Regions from separate parts of the Triticum aestivum genome. Here region 2 is linked to region 1. Evidence: chromatin contacts called from public Hi-C data. All regions are on one chromosome and are shown on one strand. The core of a region is the stretch at or near the end of the contact, and the rest is flanking DNA. Distances in the headings are between cores, read along the strand shown.

Region 1 (3,789 bases), core at 736-3,235:
TTAAGTTTCTGATCAATACAATTCTAGCATGAATAATAAACTTTTATCATGAATAAGGAAATATAAAATAACAAATTTATTATTGCCTCTAGGGCATATTTCCTTCAGCTTCCAGGTTCCCGTGTCAACGTGTGACAAGATGAGAAAGTCCATTGCTGACTATTGGTGGGGCATTGAGGATGGCCGAAAAAAGATGCACTGGCGCGGTTGGGAATGGCTATCCACTCAAAAAACCCTTGGCGGCATGGGATTTCGTGATTCTGTGCTCTTTAATCAAGCAATGCTAGGGAAGCAGAGCTATCGCTTACTGACTGACCCGTTGTCGTTGTGCGGTAAGGTCCTTAAGAGCAGATACTTTCCGGACTGTGATTTTATGGATGCAACTTGTCACAGGGCAGCATCCTTTACCTGGCGCAGCATTTTGTTTGGCAGAGAGCTGGTTTCAAAAGTCTTGAGATGGGTGGTGGGTACAGGAAACAAAATTAAGTTGTTGGATCATAATTGGATTCCAGGCCACCCAGCGGGGTCTTTTCATACTCTAGTCCCTATTCCAGAGGGAGTGACAGTGGATTTCCTCCTTAGTGTTGATCGAAAAGCTTGGGACGGGAAGGTGGTCCGAAGTGTTTTTCCTGAGAGGATGGCCAACGTAGTGTTACAAATTCCACTAAGTGTGCGTGTGGTGGATGATTTTGTTACCTGGCCTCATGATCGATTTGGATCCTACTCAGTCAGATCGGCATATAACTTGGCCAAGTCTGAGAAATTTCATGCTACTCTTAATTCTTATGGCCACAGTATGCAATCAGACTTTAGTGCTGAAGAGAAAAGATGGTAAGCTCTTTGGAAGATCAATGCTCCAGGAAAGATGAAGATCGTTCTTTGGAGAATAGCCCGCGATTGTCTGCCGACGGGCAGTCAGTTGCTACGGCGCCATGTTTCGAATGTAGGGGCATGTTTTTTCTGTAGCAGAGAGGAGCGGGCTGAGCATCTCTTTCTGTTTTGCCACTTCGCGCGTCGGGTATGGCGAGTGGTGAAGCACAATTTAGGCTTCCATCTGTGTCGTAAAGGTTTTGTTCATACCAAGCAGTGGATATTTGATTTCATTCAACGAGCGACCTCTCTCGAGGCCACGGCTTTGGTAGTAACAATTTGGCACATTTGGGAGGCCCGGAATGATGTAGGAAACAATGATGTTAGGATGCATCCTCGCAGAGTGGCTGAGAAAGCTTTGGCTTATATTGACTTCATTGTGCAGAATTGTGGTAGAACTGCATTTGCTATAAGGGGTGATACCCTAGTATCTCCTGACGGCAGATGCAGTGGCCGTTAATGTGGATGTTGCACTCTTAAGGAGTCTCGGCGGATGGGAACTGGCGTTGTAATCAAGAACCACGTCGGAGATTGCTTCTTGGCTTGCCGCGAGCATGTTGACGAGATTACCGCCCCAGAATTAGTTGAAGCACTGGCGCTACGTCGTGCGGTGGCTCTCGCCCGTGAGGAAGGATTTTCAAGGGCCGTTTTCCAGTCACACTATTTGTTAATTATCCGAAGAACCAATGCTTCGACGGTTGATCGCTCGCCGATGGGGCTCATCACTGCTGATATCAAGGAGTTGGCATCGGTCTTCTTGTCTGTTCACTTTAGTCATGTAAATCATGTCAAATGTCGCGGCACGTATTCTAGCTAGATCTTGTGAGTCCTCTAGTGACTCTATTTTTCATGTAACTCTGGATTGTATCCGGGGGCACTCTCTTTTGATTATACTTGATCAATAGAGTGCGATATTCCTCAAAAAAACATCCAACCATAGGTTGATTCACGTCTGACCCCGGGTTGAATCGTTAACCTGATGGCCTTTCCCGTGCCGTGAATGAAAATAATAATGGGAGAGCCGATCCAAATGGTCGTCCAACACGGTGGTCCATGGACATCACATCAGGACCATGTGTGACGCCGTATGCATCACGTCATTATTGTTTGTCAGCATTGGCCCTCCGCTTTCGGTATGCTACTCTTTTCGGCCCTCGAGGGCATCTCCAAGGTCGTCTACATTATTTTGTCCGCATGATGGATTAGTGCAGATACGGATACGAAAATCGACCATCGTACCCACGACAATACCTTCATGAATGGGGCGATGTCAAGACGTTGTCGATGTCCGATCCGGCGAACCGGACCTAAGGTTTCCCTGGCAATATGAGAAAATTAAACTGTGATGTTCATAGCGTACGATCACAACCTAAAAAAGTGGATGTTCATAATATTTACATGAGTCTGATCACAAAAGATATAGTCCGGCAATCCGTGCAAAAGAAAATGTATTTCTGCCCTCCTAGACCGGTTCTCCGAGCCTCACCGCTCACTCTAATGCCACCTCCTCCTCACCAGCCGCCTCCTTCTAGGCCAATATCCTAACACGGACGGAGCGCACAATCATCGCCTCATCAGGATCCAATTCGTCCTTCCTCATGGTCAACATCTTGGTATCTGAGGAAGCGGTTGAGACATACCAGCGAACAGAGAGCTAGCACCGAGCTAATCCACGCCCAGCTTCCGCAATCGAACAAGCTGCGGCGATGCCGAGTCGGCAAAATGGAGCGGCCTCGCGTTGACGTCGGCGCAATATGACATGTGTCCAGCGGCGGAGGTCGAGGACTGTCGTCCGAACTGCTTGGAGGCATAGAAGTAGGGTGACTGGTATTGCCCCAGCCAAGGCGGCGTGTGCATGGACGATGGTGGCGACGCCCAGCATCCCCGCCCCCTGCCCACGCCCTCTTGATGTTTTGCTTACTTTTGATGTCACGCGCTTGTAGTGTCGCCGAGTTGATTTGGGGGCGGCCACCTTCTCTAGATCCTCCACTTCCACCAGATCTGGCAGGTCTTTGTACGGGTCCATGCGGCGGTGGACGGCAAAAAGCACGGGAATTGGAGTGAAGGGCGACGATGATCAGAGCAGAGAGTTGGGAAGGGCAGGGTTTGACACGAAAACAGTGCAGACCGCTTCAAATGTGCAACGTTCACCTTGATTTTTGTGTGAACGGAGAATGTAGGAGTCCAACGTGATGGAGGTCCTAGGCACAGGCGCGTCCGCGAACACCCACGGAACCATGTTTAAATGGTAAATCATGTTCAGACAATTTAATCCGGACAATTGCGGACATTTTATGGGTTCTCGTTGAAGATACCCTAACTTCTTTCTTTATAGTGGCCCTGGCGAAACAAGTATACACAAAAGAAAGAAGTTGCATATGTTTAAACGCTTCTGCATTCATACCCAAAATGGAAAGGATGCTGTGTTATCTAAGCTTTTTCTTTTTTCCGTTCGAATATTGCAGTGTCAGTGTTATCCTCGGGGTTTTTTAGAACGTGTGTTATCCTCAGTTGCCCTACCATTTAGCTAGGAACGTGGTCCCACGAACCAACCTGTGGTTGGATGGTTAGAGGGACAGTGGTATCCTCAGCCCACCAGGATTCAAGTCCTGGTGCTCGCATTATTCTTGGATTTATTTCAGGATTTTCAGCGATGCGCTTTCAGTGGGAGGAGCCGTTCGCGTTGACGACGAGGCGCCTATGGTGACTTCATAAATCTCAAGATGATATGCCGACTCAGTCTCTCGGAGGTGCTCATAGGGGTAGGGTATGTGTGTGTGTGCGCATTCATAGAGATGAGTGTATGCGCGTATGTATGAGCGCTTGCGTCTGTACTGTGTTAAAAAAACTAGGAACGTGGTCCCGAGCCAGATGAAGCAACATCACAAAGGGCGTACTTGGTTCTCATCTGACTTTTTA
Region 2 (3,789 bases), core at 898-3,397, 170 kb before region 1:
AAGTTAGCGTCTAACAAATCATCCTAGTGCAGGAAAATAATTTTGATTTGATAAATTGGTCCCAAGTCACAAGTGCCTTCAGGTAGGATGAATAGCAGGCACAATTTTCCTTTTTGTCAAAATGAAATAAACCAATAAAAATCATGTCAAAGGTACAAGTTGTGTTCCCAGTCATCCAGATGAAGAAGGAAGCAATCATGTACAGGTAGCTAACTGCAATTTATATATAGTGTACAGCAGTAGGGCACTGTTGGCACAACAGAGTATCGCACTTCAGGAAGTGTATGATCTTGTGGGGGAGAAGATAAGAGCACTGAGCACGACACATGGTACATAACAGTCATACAACATGCTGATTTCAAGAACCAAAATAGTGGTCGTTTGCCGGAAATATTGCTGAAGAATAATCGCAGAGGGTATAAAGAAAGGAAGCACATGAGTCATGTGTAGAATGCTTACCTTTAGTAGCAACAGGAGATGCTGTCATTCCAAATACAGCTGGCCTCCACTGAGAGCCAAGGTAAAATTCCTACAGACTCAAAAGAGAAATAAACCGTTAGGAAATTCGACATGCCAAACTATGAAAAATACTGCTATTCTACGAAACTTCTTTACTTTCAAAAAACTGCATGAGAGGCAAGCCAAAGCATATCTACAGATGTTGTTAAAACAAGAAAAATCCCATTACCTTCATTATTCGTGTATATGGGTGGTTTCCACAGGCACGATGGCATTCATCAAATATTAGCAGGCTCACTGCACTCATTGTTACAAAGGCATGCCTCAGGGCATCCAACAATATCTGGGGCGTCATAACAGCAATCTGAAACACATAATAGAACGCATAATAAGATCATTGTTCCAGGAAAATTCATATTTTCAATCAAAGTTGTCAATAGAACGCATAATAAGCGCAATACGGCAGGTAAAAAACATAGGAATATCCACAAAACTGGATTAGAATTTAGAAAGACACATAATCCAGATAACTTTACCAAGTGGCAAATTTGCAAGAGTTTTTTTAAGCAACATATTTACAGGAGTTGTGAGATCTTGCGGATTCAAAGCAGTGTCCAAATTTAGCAGTGACTGCATTGAAAGGAAATTTTCTTTTATTAGGACTTGTGTCCAGACTCGAGACCCCAGCTATTTCAAAGTCACGGCCCTTCAGCAAATTGCTTTAGTCGACTGCCCTCACGCTAAAGAATACTACTCAAATAACAATGGCATCGATCTACATGCGATCCGAAGCTGCTATCACCCAGAAACCAACAATGTTGGTTCCTTGTCAACAAGTCATTCATCAAGCACTTGGTGAGCACGGTACGTGTACCAATTCAGTGTGCATTCGGATCAACCAATGACCGTGCCGCGGGATAGAGTAAACCCCGACACTTACCTCCTTGCTCCCAACTTCCTTGTTCCAGCGGTCGGTACTCCAGTCGCCGACCCCCGAAGCTCCGTAGCACTCAGCGGCGTCGAGGTCCGTGTACTCCCGAATCACCTCGAATTGCTACAGCGCGAGCCCAAGCAGCATTCGGCGATCAGGGCCATGGCAGCTGCGAATGCGAAGCGAGAAAACGGCGCAGACGTTGCCGTCGCGAATCGGTCGCTGCAGAGTCCAGAAGCGCACCTGGTGGACGAGGTGCACGGTGGGCGCGAGGAAGACGACGATCCGGCGGGGCACCTCCCCGGCGCGCACGCGGCCCACGTGGTGGCGCGCGAGCAGGACGGCGACCATGGTCTTTCCGGAGCCGGTGTCGAGCACCGCGATGGTGTTCCCCTGCAGCGCCGCCTCGAACACCTCCACCTGGTACCTGCGCCGACACAGACACGGAATGGGTAACCCCCATCAGCTCTAGGAATGCGGGCGCCAGAGAACTGCGGAGAGAGTAATGCGCGACCTCCTCGGCTGGAGCTGCCTGTGGGGGCGGCGAGGCGGCGGCGGCGGCGGAGGCGGGGGGATGGGGCCGTCGTCGTCGGCCATGGCCATGGCCATGGGGTTGGGTTCGGTGCGGGCGAGTGGGCGAGGCGGGGGTGGGGGAAGCGCATGTCTGTAGGCCAGCCGTGTATATAAATCGGCGCCGGGGATGGGACGGGAGGTGGGAGACTGGGCGGAGGAGGGGAGAAGGCAAAGTGCGTGAAGTGGAGGTGTGGGTTGCGCTGCGTTCGTTGGCGCGGAGAGGAGGTTTGGGGGGAGGAAAATGACTCAAGAGTGATGGAGGCTTCATCCGAGCGGCTGACTTGTGGGGTCATCTTGTCAGAAAGCGTGAATGCTTTTTGTCCGCGATATTCTTTGTGGGTCATCATGCCAACCGCCTGAGCGTCTCAAACCTTTGCACCCATTGTTTTTCTTGTTCTTTTTCCCTTTTCCATTTTCGAAGAAACGACAGTTTCTCGGCCATGGACATACGTTCTTCAGTGTACATGGCCTACCAGCGTTCTTTGTCTGTGTGGTTTCGACCCCAACACTCCGATTGTTGTGTCCTTTTCAGCCTTCGGCTCGTCGGCTCCACCTCCGACAGTTCGGATCTGCCTTCCCTTTCAGCTCCTGGCTTTGCCCGTGGCGTCGGCACTCTCTACCCTGACGCCTTCTCGGCCATGTCCATCTCATGGTGTGCCAGTCACAAAGCTCGCTTTTTTCGAGGATGCCCGGGTGCCACCCTCTGCCGACAAGCGCAACCCCCCTCCCCCATCCTGAGGTGGTGGTCTCGACCAGCAGGCTAACTTTCTTACCCCTGGACCTTGATCTGGCGGTAATGGGATTGCTCTAACTCGGGCCAGGGCGAAATCCCAGCTCAGCTCGCCCACGATGGCAGCAATGGCGCCGCTTGCGGGTGTTGTTTTCCTTCATGGAGGCGCTGCCATGGCCTTTATCTATGCCCCTCTTTGAGCAACGGGGGAAATCTTAGGTCTGGTTCTTCGAATCGGATGGTGGTGCCTCATGGCATCACTCCCCTTTTGGAGACGCTATCTTGCTTGCTCGCGACGTCGACAATGTTGGCTTTGGAGATGTTTGACGTCATGTCGGTTCGCCCTGGTCCTAGGCTTGATGGTTTTAGTTTGTGTTTTTCCTATGTTCGGGCTGAGCACCCCTTGTCTCTCTGCTCTAGGTACCATGTCTATGTCTTCTCATATATTTGTTCGTGTCATGTGTTGTATCTTCTCATATAATACTTTTTATGTCTCTTTCTATCAATTAAATAATATGCCCACGCCTTCTCATGTATTTGTTCTTGCCATATGTTGTATCTTTTCGTGTACTCATTTTGTTTCTTTCTATCAATGAAATGTGTCTTCTCATGTATTTTGTTCCTACCATGTGTTGTATCTTCTCATATAATATTTCTTATGTCTCTTTCTATCAATTAAATGATATGCCCACGCCTTCTCATGTATCTGTTTTTGCCATGTGTTGTATCTTTTCATCTGTTCTTGCCATGTGTTGTATCTTTTCATGTACTCATTTTGTTTCTTTCTATCAATGAAATGATAGGCATTACGAATGTTTTCGACCTAATTTTGCATGAACTTCACATGAGATGTTCAGTTTTCGAGGAGATTCCCGCATCACCAACAGGATCTCCGAACCAGCACGTTTACGAACACCCAGCAGTAGAGAAATGAGCTGCATTTTATTCTTTTTTCTTCAGATACACAGTATAGTTGAACAGCTAGCACACGCCAAAAGGCACATGAATAAACTCGTGAAATAAGACCAATCTTTTCTATATTAGTGTATGGGAATGGGATCAACATATAGCCCGCCTATTCATCCTACATTATCTC

Evidence for each region. Hi-C and Micro-C count contacts between places; a contact is called where the count stands out from the background.
Region 2: a Hi-C map of leaf shows a contact between it and region 1, with 5 times the contacts expected there. The contact joins the promoter of LOC123181121 here to the enhancer-like site in region 1. A contact is called at or near these places in 2 of 5 Hi-C or Micro-C datasets (both in leaf).

Annotation. Positions count from the first base shown.
Region 1 is chr1D:225,396,282-225,400,070 of IWGSC CS RefSeq v2.1, reverse strand. No RefSeq gene overlaps it. Among protein-coding and RNA genes, the nearest start is that of LOC123181120, 16 kb to the right of the region's middle. Within about 2 kb of position 1,985, at least 1 of the 8 cell types and tissues checked has an H3K27ac peak or open chromatin away from gene starts, as enhancers often do. A contact at or near this core is called in leaf, where this site is marked.
Region 2 is chr1D:225,562,992-225,566,780 of IWGSC CS RefSeq v2.1, reverse strand. LOC123181121 (endoribonuclease Dicer homolog 3b) reads right to left here and starts at 2,147. Exons shown (of 25, transcript XM_044593349.1): 1 at 1,905-2,147; 2 at 1,634-1,817; 3 at 1,400-1,513; 4 at 689-823; 5 at 460-529. The coding sequence starts at 1,999. LOC123158581 reads right to left here. Exons shown (of 3, transcript XM_044576501.1): 3 at 3,706-3,789.